3 separate regions of the Mus musculus genome follow, and regions 1 and 2 are each linked to region 3. A link is a contact called in public HiChIP or PLAC-seq data. All regions are on one chromosome and are shown on one strand. The core of a region is the stretch at or near the end of the contact, and the rest is flanking DNA. Distances in the headings are between cores, read along the strand shown. Region 1 overlaps Cacna1a (calcium channel, voltage-dependent, P/Q type, alpha 1A subunit). Region 2 overlaps Cacna1a (calcium channel, voltage-dependent, P/Q type, alpha 1A subunit). Region 3 holds the start of Mri1 (methylthioribose-1-phosphate isomerase 1).

Region 1 (4,034 bases), core at 15-2,514, 340 kb before region 3:
AGAGCCTTCTGAACTGGGTCAGGTGATCACGTGCCCCAGGCTACAGGGCTTCGGGACAGGGCCTTCAGAGCTCTGTAGACGCTGGGTGTAGACATCAGACGATTACAGAAGCACTTTCAGTGTGGTTTCCCCATTTTACCCGGAGCTAGGAGGTCTGTTCTGGCCCGGGACGGGCCGGCAGCAGTAGCGGCGGCTGTGTCTCACCTTGAAGGACTGCACGAAAGTCCAGAGGAGAATGCGGATGGTGTAACCCTGGCGGAGGAGTTTGATGAGTCTGGCAGCACGGAAGAGGCGGAGAAAGCTCAGGTTGATGAAGTTATTCTGAGGAGATGAGGAAGAAAGGTGACCTTCCACCCACCCTGAGGAGCTTAGAGTATTCAACACTCACAGAGGCCCCTACATGAAGCCAACCAATAGGAAAAAAGCAAGCCACACCCCAAATGAGGAGGGAGAGGAGAGAAAGCACCGTTAATGCAATGGAGCAGAGGGGAACTCAAAAAATAAATAAATAAAAAAGGAGTGAGGGAGAGGAGGGGGTTAGGGGAGGGAAGAGATATCAACTCAAAAGCTTAAGCCCACCCAGCCAGGCCCACTCACAAGTGGGGAAAAGGTGTGGGAAGGGGGAGGAAAAGAAAGGAACAGGGTCCAGGAGGAAATAACAAAAGAGCACAGAAAAGAAAATACATCCGAATCATCCAATCAGGAAAAAAATCGAGATGGTTTTTATTTCTCCCAACAACCAAATGCACTGAGACGATAGGACACAAGCGGGTCAAGTTGCAGAACCCAGCACAAGAGTACAAAGCACAGACACGGGCGGGGTGGGGGAAGGGCACCAGCACACGCAGGCCTAGGGGGCAAGTGCGGTTCCGAGGGCATGTTACGCTCGGGGCCAGAAATGCATCTGTCCTGGGACTCACCGGGCACCCTGCCCTGCCCTGCCCTGCCGAGCTGCCCACCCGCTCCTGCCCGCCCTGACCTCACCCCACGGCCCAGAGGAGCAGCGGCTGGAGCCAATGGGGAGAAGCGGAAGGGCATCTTTTCTTACCCCCTTGGCGAGCGGGAATGGGGAGGACGGGAGGGAGCTGGGGCTGTTCGGCTGCAGGGTGAGTCCTCGCTGCCCGCTGAGTCGGAGAAGATGCATTAGGGGCCCTTTTCCCCCCTCTCAGGGATGGCTTCTCAGCTTCTGGGGCTGGGTGGTGTCTCGGGACCAGGCCTGCGGGAAGCAGGAAGGTCTCAGCTCCCAGGGCGAGTGAGCTCTGATCAGCCCAGGGCCTACCAAGGGGCCGCTGCTGCGGGTGGGGAGATGAGGCTATTCTTGGCCCCTGGACTTCCCTAGGTGGGCCCTGCCTGTCCTCCAAACCCAGGTCTAGTCACTGCCTCTGGCCTCCCTCCCAGGCTGTTAGTGAAGAGAGACAGTGGCTGGAAACTGTGGGCAAGGCCCAGGACTCTCCAGGGGGGCATCAGCGGAGGTTGGTGATGGGTGGCAAATGACCCAATATAGCCAATGAAAGTAATTTGTTGGGCCTAAGTGGTTTTGTTTTTAAATACAAAGTTGCTAATTTTAAATTTGGACGTTGCCCACCGATCTGGATTTTTGGCTCCCCCAGGCCTCTCGTAGCTGTCCCCTGGAGTCTGGCTATATGCTCTCCAGTTTCCCGGGCTCTCTGGTGATTGGCCCACAGAGCATTGTGAGTTTTCTGCCTGGGGACCACATGGTTACGACCAGCAGGCAGGAGGCAGGAGGGAATGGGGTCTCTGGCTAGAAGGGAGCTTTCTGGTGCCCCAGTCTTAAGATCTGTAGGAGTCCTGGAGACACATCATAGGGCAAGACCGAATGAGGCCTAATGACTGGAGGTGCATGGATAAGCGGCCCTGACAAGAGCATTCTTCGGAATTTCAAGTGTCCCTATTTGCATAATGAATTATTTTTTTATTGCAAGGGGGTCATGCTATGGTTCAGTCTGGTCTTGAATTTGAGATCCTCCTGCCTCAGACTTCCAAGTGCTGGGATGAAAGGGGGGTCATCACTATGCTTTGTCTTTGGCTATATTTAGCCTCCTTCCCAGAGGCATCCTTTTACTGGGTCTTTGCCATGAGCTAGCTAGCTCTGGCTTGGAAGCAGAGAGGCAGTGACTGGATATTGAAGAATTTCGGAGCCTGGTAAGAGGCCTCTGGGGCAAAAGACTTGGCCTTTGGGCTTCTGGGATGGGGAATAGCCTTGGGCTCCTACATCAGGACACTCTTAGGCCCAACTGTTGTGAGCCTGTTCCAAAAGTCTCACATAAGCCTGCAAACCTAGCTAAGAGTCACCCACCGTGCCCCGCTGACCTGATGCCTGGTCTTGCCTGGCCACCAAGCTTTCCTGGGGATGGGACCACTAACCAAGAAGTATTCCCCACCCTCTCCCTCAACCCCCCGGAGAACAAGCCATCCCTTCCATGGGGTGGATCATAACATGTGGGCTCGGCCAGACATGCAGAGGCAGGGGTTCCTGGGAGCAGTGTGGGGCCGAGGGCAAACTGGCACATGCAGAAGCAGGGATCTAGCAGCTGCTGAGCACGCACACACATAAGGGAGGAGGGGCGGGGACCGGAGAAGTCAGGGGTCTCAGGCCTATCTGCTCTTCCGGCTCTTCCTGAGTCTGCATGGAGTCCTGCTAGCACACACAACTCCCAAGAGGCATCCTCTTACTACTCAGACCCTACCCTGTGCTCCAGGGCTAAGCTGAGCAGCAGTGGAAGATGCAGGCTCAGGTGTGTGGGATCCTGGTCCTTGTACTCTCCCCAGTGACATGCTCAGGGGCAGGTGTCCTTTGGGTTTGTAGAAGACACGGGGCACCATTCACCCCAGATTCCAAGTCTTTGCTACCTGCCGACCTGCTTCCCTGCCTGCCCTTCTGTCAAGCTCCAGGCCCCTAACTGGAGCTCTGCTGGAGTGGCTCAGATTCAAACTGGCTAGGGGTGTTCTCCGCATAACCCCTGACCTCCTCCCACTCCTAACTTCCATCTCTAGCTATCCAGAGACACCCAGTCCTACCCTTCCCCAGGCCCTGAAGAAGGCCCCTCTACCATCCTCTGCTCCCCTCCCCACATCACCTCCCATAAGGGCTTCCTGCACCTGCTTCCAGCAATCTTGTCTAATCAGTCCCAGAAGTGCACCTGGTTCAAATCCTCTCAGGTCTTCTTCCTACTCAGGATGAAGCCCAGTTGCCCAGCTCCCCCCAACCCCACACCTACTGTACCCAAGTCCCTCTCACTTGCAGACCTTGACCTCTGCATCCTCTTCCTGGCCACAGGCTGGGAGCCTGGAGTGCCTTGCTAACGTTGGCTGTTCTTCCAGCAGTGCACTTAAAGTTGCAAGTGGAACTGGGGTCCAAAGACTGCCTCCCCCTACTAACGGTCGCCAAGCAGGGAAGCACTGGGGGCTACTATTTGCCCCTTTATCAGTAGCACCTTACAGGGACCCATTGGTATCAGGTGGATGAATGCATGTTTACTGAGGGCATACCACTGGAGGGCCTCCAGAGTATCTCCAGGGAGAGGGGGCAGAAGGGCAGAGATGGGGGCAGGGTCACAGCAATTGAAGGTTGGTGAAGGGGGGCAAGAAATGCAGTGGGCATAGGTGTGGTACACAAAAGAGCTCTCGAATGCGTGTGTGCATGTGGTGTGTGTGTGTGTGTGCATGTGCATGTACTTGTGAGATCTGGAGGTTAATATTGGATGTCTTTGCTTGTTCATTCTTTATTTGGGTCACGGTTACTGTAGTTCTGGCTGGACTGGATCTTACTATATAGACCTGGCTGGGCTCAAACTGCAATCTGCTAGTCTTAACCTCCTGAATGTTGAGATCACAGCTCTATGACACCGCCATGTCAGTTCTAGGGTGGATCAGGGCATACGGGATGTGAGTGAGATGGGGAATTGGGTCCACCCTGGGGTCCTAGTGGAGGGAGGATTGGGTCCACCCTGGGGTCCTAGTGGGGGGAGAGTATTCCTTTCTTGCAAAGGACACAGACCCATTGGAGCAGAAGC
Region 2 (4,434 bases), core at 1,562-4,061, 380 kb before region 3:
TGTGTATGATGTGGGTACATGAGTGTGGGTGCAAATGTCACAAGGTGCATATGGGGTTTGGGACTATCGGGTGTTGACACGTATCTTTTACCTTGTTTGAGACAGGGTCTCTTGTTACCTGCTTTATCTGCCATGCTACCTGGTCCCAGGGCTACTGGGGACTCTCCTGTCCCCATCTCCCATCTCGCCTGGGCTGGGATCACAGATGTGCATTACTCCACCGTCTGTGGCTCTTACAAACTCAGGTCCTCTGCTTAGGTGGTGCTTGCCCTACCTTTTGAGCCTTTCCAGGCTCTACCTTATTTTGTTCAAAGACAGCTCCTCACACTAGCCTGGAAGTCACTGAGGGGCTTAGGCTAGTTAGCCTGTGAGCTAGGTCAGGGACCCACCTGTTTCTGCTTTCTCAGATATGCACTGCCATAGCTGGCTTTGTCCATGGAGCTGGTGATCCTAAGTCAGGCCCCAGAGACATCACCCACTTGCACCCAACCTGCTTGCTTCCCTCCCTTCTTCCCTTCCTCTCTTCCTGGTTTTTCTTTTAATTTTTATGTATTTATGAGTGGTCTGTATGTATCTGTGTGTATGTATGGTGCATTCCAGAGAGGGCATTGAATCCCATTACTGATGGTTGTGAGCTCCCATGTGGTTGCTGAGACTTGAACTCAGGACCTGTGGGAGAATATCCAGTGCTCTTAACTTGATGAGCCATCTCTCCAGCCCCCCCTTTTTTTCAAGACAGGGTTTCTCTGTGTAGCTCCAGCTTTCCTGGAACTTGCTCCATAGACTGGGCTGCCCTTGAACTCAGAGATCCCCCTAACTCTGCCTCCTGAGTGCGTGCGTCACCATGCCCAGCTCCTTTCTTTTTGAATCTGGGTCTTACTATGTATCCTGGTTGGCCTCCAACTCCAGGTCCTAACCCTCTCTCTCCCAGCTTCTCCCTTTTTTGGCATCCCCCTCCCCCTCCTTCTATTTCTTTATGGATCTGTTCTGGGTCCTGTGGTAGCCTACCTGTGTCCACATCAGTGTATCGGCCCAGAGAGCGCTCAGAGGTGCGGTGGCCACGGTCCCGGCGACGTTGGTGGTACCGTTGGTTCTCCTCAGGCGGTACCCGCTCTAGTGAGTAGTCATCCAGTCGCCGGGCTTTGGGTCCCAGCACAGAGGCTGAGCGCTTCATGGGGCTGGTATCAGAGATGGTCTGGGGGAGGGGCACAGGCGTGGGCAGAGTTAATGGCCAGCATTTTCATGGCCTGCTCCTTCCAGCCCTGCAGCCCACCTGGCTGACTGGTGACAGAATCAGAGTGTGTGAGCATCCAGGGATTATGTCCAGAGGTGCAGTGGTGGGTTTGAGTGTCTGGCTTGCTGGCTGCAGGGGTGGAGCCCTACGGATACTTGAGTCCAGTGACAGGAATGTTGTGGCTTCTTAGGGTATGTGCTGGACTTTGGCCAGAAGGCCCTGGCTAACCCCTCGCCCTGCTCTCCAGGAGGCCCTGGTGTTCAGGCTGGCTGACTGACAAGAAGCATACTCAGTTTGCAGAGTGCAGACCTGGGAGCCCTGCTTCTCCTTGGCCCAACTCTCTTGCCCCTCACGCCCATCCCCACCTCTGGTCCCTATCCCTCAGGCCCAGCTTGGCCTGCCCTAGCAGTGGAGGTGCTGGAGACCATTCTGAGTCTGCATTTACTGTCCCAGAATCCTTGCTCTTGCTCTGCCATGGACAGTCTTCAGGTCTCTCTGTAGCAGGCAGAAGAAGGAAGACAGGGCCAACTGGACCAGGCCTGCTCCAACTCTGATGTGCAGGACCCAGCCCAAGGCAGGAGCTAAGGGACCTGAGGCAGTAGGCCAGTGGTCACTGGTTGAACTGGAGGAACAGACCCGCAAGAAATGGGCAGGGTGGGCAGGTCGGCCTCTTGGAGGCTCTGAAGACGATGTGGGGTGCCGTGTGGCCCCTTGCACACACAGGACACAACACACAAGGAAGGGGCTCCTCCAACACACAAGGTGGGGCTAGGGTGGGATCTGGAACGAAAGGGTAGGGTGGAGGGTAGTGGGAGATGGTGGGAGCTGTCACAGACAGGGCAGGGAGGGAGAGGGGCTGGAGCCGAGCTGGCCGGGCGCGGTACATACACTGAGGTCATTTCCACGTGGCCGGCCCCTTCTCCTCTGTCCCAGCCCCACAGGATGGCGCACACAGAAAAAACAGAAAGAAGGAAATAAATATAAAAGGCAGAAAGGATGGTGAGTGGGTGGTCCATGCAGGAGGTGGAGGGTAGAGAGGTTAAAACTCGGTGTCAGTGGTGTCGGATGAGGGGGTGCTCCAGGACCCCGCTGGCTGTCCCCCACAACAGGCACAGAAGAGACAGGAGACAGACAGATGGCAGAGACACGAGACTGACAGATGGGACAGCAAGGCCACAGGCTCCTGGCCCATTTCATGCGATGCACTGCGGCCCAGCACCCCTCCCCCGCCTCGCCCCAGCTTCAGCTCAAAGCTTCCAGGTGGCCTTCAGCCCAGCTTGGCTCATCTCTGTTTTGGGACCAGCAGGCCAGGCCTGACAGAAGGGATGGGGCAGCTACATGCACCCCAAGGTCACAACAGCCAGAGGCCAGGCCCTTGGGCCATGATGACCCAGCCAGACACAGCGAATCTGCTACATAATGCAGGGCAAGCTGCCCCAGCCAGACATGCCTGCCCCCTCCCGCTGCCCCCCTCCTCCTGCCCTTTCTTCTTGTCCTCAGTAGCAGCCTGGGCTTTATCCCCATTCCCGATTGCATTGCGATTGCGCAGTAGCCAGGCATGCTTGTTTCTCTGTCCCCATGGGGATCTTGCCTTCCCTATAAGGGGCTGGAGTAGCTAAGAGAAGCAGCCACACTGAGACACACATACCATGTACACACCCAACCCCCCAACCCTCCCAGACATGTGACAGCCATCCCAGGAACACCCAGACTCTGCTTTGTGATTCTTCAGACATGCTCTATTCCTGAAGGCAGCAGGCCATGTGCGTGCACACGGACATGCCTGTTAACACTGGGAACACACGGATGCATGTGCATGTATGTATGTATTGCATGTAAGTGGTATGTGTGTGAAGTGCACCAGGTCCGCCCATGCTAAGCAGGGGGATACCATGAGCTCCACTCTCCAGCTGTGGAGTTAGGATTCTAGTTTTCTTTTTTTTTTTTAATTAGTTTATTATTTGTGTACATGTGTGTGAGTTTGTGCACCTGTGTGTAGGTGCTTGAGAAGGCGAGGAGAGGGCACTGGGTCCCTGGAGCTCTGGTTACAGGAGGCTGTGAACCGGCATGTGCTGGAATTCAGTCAGGTCTTCTGCAAGAGCAGCGCATGCTCTTACCCAGTGAGCCACTTCTCTAGCTACTAGTCAGGATTCTTTAGTTTTGTTTTGAGTCAGGATCTCACACAGTGAGAGGCTGGCCTCGAACTAGCTATAGAGCAGTGTCTGACTGTGAACTCCCAATCTTCCTGTTTCCACTTTCCAAGTGGCAGGATTATAGATGTAAGTCGTGTTGCTTGTTTGAGAGGTGATCCAGGTCTATAGCCTAAGCTGCCCTGGAATTCCTCTTTCCTCAGCCTCCTGGGTGTGTGAGACGCCTCATGCTGCTGAAGCAGGCATTCCCAAAGGCATCTCTCACCAGAGCTGGACCCACCCCTTCCGAGCCCACTCCGCCCCTTTGTGCTCTCAAATAGGGCAGACAGAAGCCATTTGGCACTGACTACCATGTGCCTCAAGGTGCTCCATCTCTCTCTGGCTTTTGTCAGAGAGCGGTTAGGAGGACCAGGCTCTGAAGGAGTCAGGAAAGGGTGGTCTCCACCCTAACCCACCCACGAAGCTACAGATGGTCCCACCCAGGCTGGGGTCCCCAAGGGAGAGGTATAAGATCCTCAGTAACTTGTGTGGGGCAGCCCAGAATCCTGCAAGCTCTCACCTGGTTCTCTGCTGGGAGGCGGGGCATGGAGGCGGCCCTGGTCTGGCCTTCCATGGGGAGGTAGTGTTCGCTGTCTGAGTAGCCATCAGTACCCATTTCTCGCATCTCCACAGACTGTCAGGCAGAGGGTGGGGTAGGGTGAGTCTGGAGCCTCTGTATGGGAGAACCCTTTCTGCCTGAACCACCCAGCCTGCGGTAGGGGGAAGCAGCACCTGGGAGTTGGGCTGGCTGTTAGGCATGTCGATGGGTGGCCCTCGCTCTGGGCTCCAGGTGCCAGTCTTCTGGAACATCTCTTGGGCCCGCTGGGTCACCCAGGACGGGCTCTCCTTCATGCCGCCTTCGTGAGCCATCCTGCACAGAGGCCAGAGGCCAGAAAGGGTGTGCATCCTCTGGGCTTTGGAACCTGGGGCCTGTCACCTGTCCACAATTGTTCATCTGGATACTCACAGGCCTCCTCCTGGGTCCAGCTGAGTGGAGGGAAGGGCATTCTG
Region 3 (3,850 bases), core at 1,067-3,566:
ACAGTAGGAAAAATTCTAGGGCCCCAGAATCGTCAATATGCTTCAGGCTTAAGTATTGCCTTAAATTCTCATCCCTGCCTGGGATCACAGGCATGGGCCAGCACACCTTTTTTATCAGATTTTATATGATTTATCTAGTAGGTCACACCTGCAGCCCATCACTGATCAAAGTGTAGTGTTGTGGCACGTGTCCATCTTTTTGTCATGAATCCAGGACACTGACATTCAGAGAGCCTACACACGGGGGCCACGTTTGTATCACAGGTTCTGTGTGGGCCCTTCCCTTGCTTCAGTCAGGCAGAAGCAGACCCAGTGGCTGGACTGAGACCTATGGGTTTCAGGATGGAGGGTTCTGATGTCCCTGCCTGTGTGCCACACCCACCCACAGGAGAAGAAGAAAGCCATGCAGGAGGAGGAAGAGAAGGACCAGGCACTGCAGGCAAAAGCCAGCCTAGCCATCCCTCTTGTGCCAGAGTCTGAGGATGACCGCAGGCTGGCTGCCCTGCTAAGGTTGCACACCCTGGACTGTGAGTGCCAGCTCCCGACTGGGAGGTCCTTGGGAAGCAAAGGTTGTAGGGTTTGGAGGCACTTGGTCCCTAGAGCCCCTGTTATTTAAACTGGTGGGAAGAAAGCTCAAGACTAGGGGTGTGTGCTCTGTGCCCACTCTGCCCCTGAACTTCTGGCCCTTGTCCAATGCTCCCTTTTCCCTACAGCTTATGAGGACAAGCAGCGAATGAAGCGGACAGAGATCATCCACCGCTCTTGGTTCCCCTCAGCCCAGGGACCCAGTGCTAGCAGCAGCAAAGCTAGCAGCGTCCTGAAGAAGCTGTGCCAGGGCCGCAGACCACCCCCCAGCAGCACAGGCACGGTGGGGGACCTGGGCATAGTGAGGAGAAAGTCTCGAGACGTTCCAGAAAGTCCTCAGTGTGCAGCAGACAACTCCTTGTCAGAAGAACAAAGAAGGCCACCAGGAACCACCCAGGGTAGCAAGACACTTGAAGAGGCAGCAGAAGCATCCAGGACCAGCAAGACATCAGAATCCAAGAGAAACTGTAGTGATCAGGCCTTCCCCCTAGGTTCCTCCCAGGAGGACCTGCTGAACCCCAACACCCCCAATGCCTCCCTGGTGGCTGACTACTCTGACTCAGAGAGCGAGTAAGGGAGTCAGAATTCCAGGACCAGAAGCCATGACGCGTCCAGACCTTAGGGACTGGCACATTGCTGCCAGCCCAGATACAGACCTACCTTCCTATACAGATTATTATTTATTTGGTTTTGGTGAGAATGCCTGTGCCTTGATGTAACCCTGATACCTGAGCATTAAAGTGCTGTTCTTTGTCCCTGCCTTGTTTCTAAACTCATCTAGTAGCTGCCCTGCCCTCACTTCCAGCCAACTAAGCAGATGCTGCTGCATCGTTGTGACGGCAGTGTGGCCCCACAAAGCCCGATGAAGGGTTTGAGATACTGACCAAGATTGGCCACGGCCTGGGGTGACGTCCCCTTATGAGGTGTCAAGGACTACATAAGGAAGGTTGAAAGAGGGCCAGGCTGCTGGAGCCAGAGAAATAAAGCTAACGGCAGGCAGGAAGAACATCCAAACTCCATGTCATGGGCTGGTGTGGGTCACTCATAGTGGCCAGCCAGTAGGGATGTTTGTGAAACAACCTCAAAAACACCCTAATCCAGCCAGGCATAGTGGGCAGACAACCGTCATCCTGGCACCCCAGCAATAGAGACAAGGTGTGGTCCAGCTTTAAAATAGGGTTTCTCATGTATCCCTGGCTGTCCTGGAACTCGTTCTGTAACTATTGTGGAGCCAGATTCACAAATATATCTCTACCTCCTGAATGCTGGAATTAAAATCTGAGGTTTATTTTTGTGTGTTTGCATGTTGTGAGTATGTTGTCTCACTGAGGTTTGAAAGAGGGCCTTGAATCCTTTAAAACTAGCGGCAGTCGTGAAGCCTTTGGTCCTCTACAAGAGCAGAATGCACGCCTAACCATTGAGCAATCTCTTCAGGCCCTGAGAATAAACGTCCCTCATGGTGCTTGCTTTTTTTTAAAAAAATGGAGACAAAAGTAGTCCCACGGAAGGTCGTTTGACACGCTGATTAAGCGCTGGGTGTCTGTGAGCCGTGGATAGGCAGAGCTGAGAGTTCCAAGTCATCGCTTCAGTAACGGATGGACGATTTCCGGCAAAAAAATAGCCCCATCACCAAGCATCTTGGAGCTAGAACTCGGCCTTGGGAGAAGTTACAGCCACTCTGGAAGACGCTAATCGCCCGATAACCTAGGAGCGCGTGCGCATGCGCACGCGGCAGGACGCAACTCCGCCCCGCAGCCTGTGCAGGATTCCTCGTGGCCCTGCAGGGTAGGCAACATGACACTGGAAGCGATCCGCTACTCGCCCGGCTCGCTGCAGATCCTCGACCAGCTGCAGCTGCCAGAGCACTGCCACTATGAGGCACTGAGCTCCGTGCAGCAGGCTAGTGAAGCCATCCGCGCCATGAAGGTGCGCGGAGCCCCGGCCATCGCGCTGGTCGGCTGCCTCAGCCTGGCCGTGGAGCTGCGGGCCGGCGCCGGCGGTCCCGGACTCGCTGCTCTGGTGGCCTTCGTGCGAGACCAGCTGCGCCTCTTAGTCGCCGCCCGGCCCACCGCTGTCAACATGGCCCGCGCCGCCCGCGATCTGGGTCAAGTGGCAGCCCAGGAGGCGGAACGAGAGGGTGCCACTGAAGAGACCGTGCGGGAAAGGTACGGGATCCTGGACCAGTCTTGTGTGCTCTGCCCAGCTTTCCTCTCTACCATTTTCTTTCCCATCCCACTTCCGGTCCAGCCACTTGGTTCTTACTGCTTTTCTGTTGCACCGGTACGGCTCCTGCCTGTGGCTGAGACTAGAGTCTAGAGCATTAAAGCACTGGAGTTAGAACTTCATCTCCAGGTTCCTGCTCCTTCCCCTCCCCTTCTGTAAAAACACCTTGTCCCTGATTCTGCCCCTTCCTGTTCATCAACTGCCTCTCCCACCATGACGTCATCATCACAGAGGTAAAGGGTTTCCTCCTGTTTACTGCTGTGCGTCAGCCCCAGCTCCTGGCTCACTTATATTAGTGATCAGAGTGGAAGTGTCCTCAGGCTCTCAGAACCCCACCTCACCTTTAAAGGGCGGCCCCTTCAAAGTTAGCCAGCTCCCTTCCAACAGTGCTAAGAGCTTCTTCTGTCCCCAGAGTGATCCGCTTCGCCGAGGATATGTTGGAGAAGGACCTCAAAGACAACCGGAGCATCGGGGACTTGGGAGCCCGCCATCTCCTAGAGCAGACCAACCCCAGGGGTGGCAAGGTGACCGTGCTGACCCACTGTAACACGGGTGCTCTGGCCACTGCTGGCTATGGTACAGCGTTAGGTGAGGAGGCACCTTCAATTGTTAGGGCATGGGACATGTTATGGGATGCAAGGCAAAGCAACTGGAGCTGGGGGTGTAGTTCAGTGGCAAGAGTACTTGCTTAGCTAGGGCTGGCTCAGCAGCTTAAAAGTATGGACCCCTCTTGCAAAGACCTATTAAGTTCTCAGCACCCACAGTAACTACCTGCAGCACCCTCTTCTGGCCTCCACGAGCACATGCCCTTACATGCATAGAGACACACATGTACATAATTAAAAATAAACACTAGGGCTGGAGAGATGGCTCAGTGGTAAAGAGCATTGACTGCTCTTTCAAAAATCCTGAGTTCAATTCCCAGCAACCACATGGTGGCTCACAACCCGTCTGTAATGGGATCTGATGCCTTCTTCTGGTGTGTCTGAAGACAGCAACGGTGATGTATTCATATGCATAAAATACATAAATAAATCTTTAA

What was found. HiChIP or PLAC-seq counts read pairs in DNA pulled down with a chosen protein or histone mark.
Region 1: a contact with region 3 is called in an H3K27ac HiChIP or PLAC-seq map of embryonic stem cells, with 3 times the contacts expected there. The contact joins the enhancer-like site here to the promoter of Mri1 in region 3. A contact is called at or near these places in 7 of 39 promoter capture datasets (the 3T3-L1 cell line, cranial neural crest, frontonasal cranial neural crest and 4 more), 1 of 15 datasets of contacts at CTCF or cohesin (the NIH/3T3 cell line), 12 of 115 datasets of contacts at active chromatin or transcription factors (bone marrow-derived macrophages, craniofacial prominence, embryonic forebrain and 4 more) and 1 of 9 other capture datasets (pancreatic islet).
Region 2: an H3K4me3 HiChIP or PLAC-seq map of forebrain shows a contact between it and region 3, with 3 times the contacts expected there. The contact joins the enhancer-like site here to the promoter of Mri1 in region 3. A contact is called at or near these places in 6 of 39 promoter capture datasets (the C10 cell line, cranial neural crest, frontonasal cranial neural crest and 2 more), 1 of 484 Hi-C or Micro-C datasets (embryonic stem cells), 17 of 115 datasets of contacts at active chromatin or transcription factors (astrocytes, bone marrow-derived macrophages, differentiating embryonic stem cells and 9 more) and 1 of 9 other capture datasets (pancreatic islet).

The regions. Positions count from the first base shown.
Region 1 is chr8:84,597,676-84,601,709 of GRCm38.p6, reverse strand. Cacna1a (calcium channel, voltage-dependent, P/Q type, alpha 1A subunit) reads right to left here. Exons shown (of 47, transcript NM_007578.3): 32 at 205-321. Among named protein-coding and RNA genes, the nearest start is that of Gm32854, 11 kb to the right of the region's middle. Within about 2 kb of position 1,264, at least 73 of the 459 cell types and tissues checked have an H3K27ac peak or open chromatin away from gene starts, as enhancers often do. A contact at or near this core is called in embryonic forebrain, embryonic stem cells and forebrain, where this site is marked.
Region 2 is chr8:84,633,273-84,637,706 of GRCm38.p6, reverse strand. It overlaps Cacna1a (calcium channel, voltage-dependent, P/Q type, alpha 1A subunit), which reads right to left. Exons shown (of 47, transcript NM_007578.3): 41 at 4,391-4,434; 42 at 4,156-4,294; 43 at 3,944-4,057; 44 at 2,123-2,158; 45 at 1,009-1,195. Gm39212 (a long non-coding RNA gene) reads left to right here. Exons shown (of 3, transcript XR_003947427.1): 2 at 1-4,434. Among named protein-coding and RNA genes, the nearest start is that of Gm39212, 3.1 kb to the left of the region's middle. Within about 2 kb of position 2,811, at least 62 of the 459 cell types and tissues checked have an H3K27ac peak or open chromatin away from gene starts, as enhancers often do. A contact at or near this core is called in differentiating embryonic stem cells, embryonic stem cells and forebrain, where this site is marked.
Region 3 is chr8:84,255,790-84,259,639 of GRCm38.p6, reverse strand. Mri1 (methylthioribose-1-phosphate isomerase 1) reads left to right here and starts at 2,316. Exons shown (of 5, transcript NM_026423.4): 1 at 2,316-2,750; 2 at 3,221-3,396. The coding sequence starts at 2,380. Ccdc130 (coiled-coil domain containing 130) reads left to right here. Exons shown (of 10, transcript NM_026350.3): 9 at 389-527; 10 at 714-1,873. The coding sequence ends at 1,159.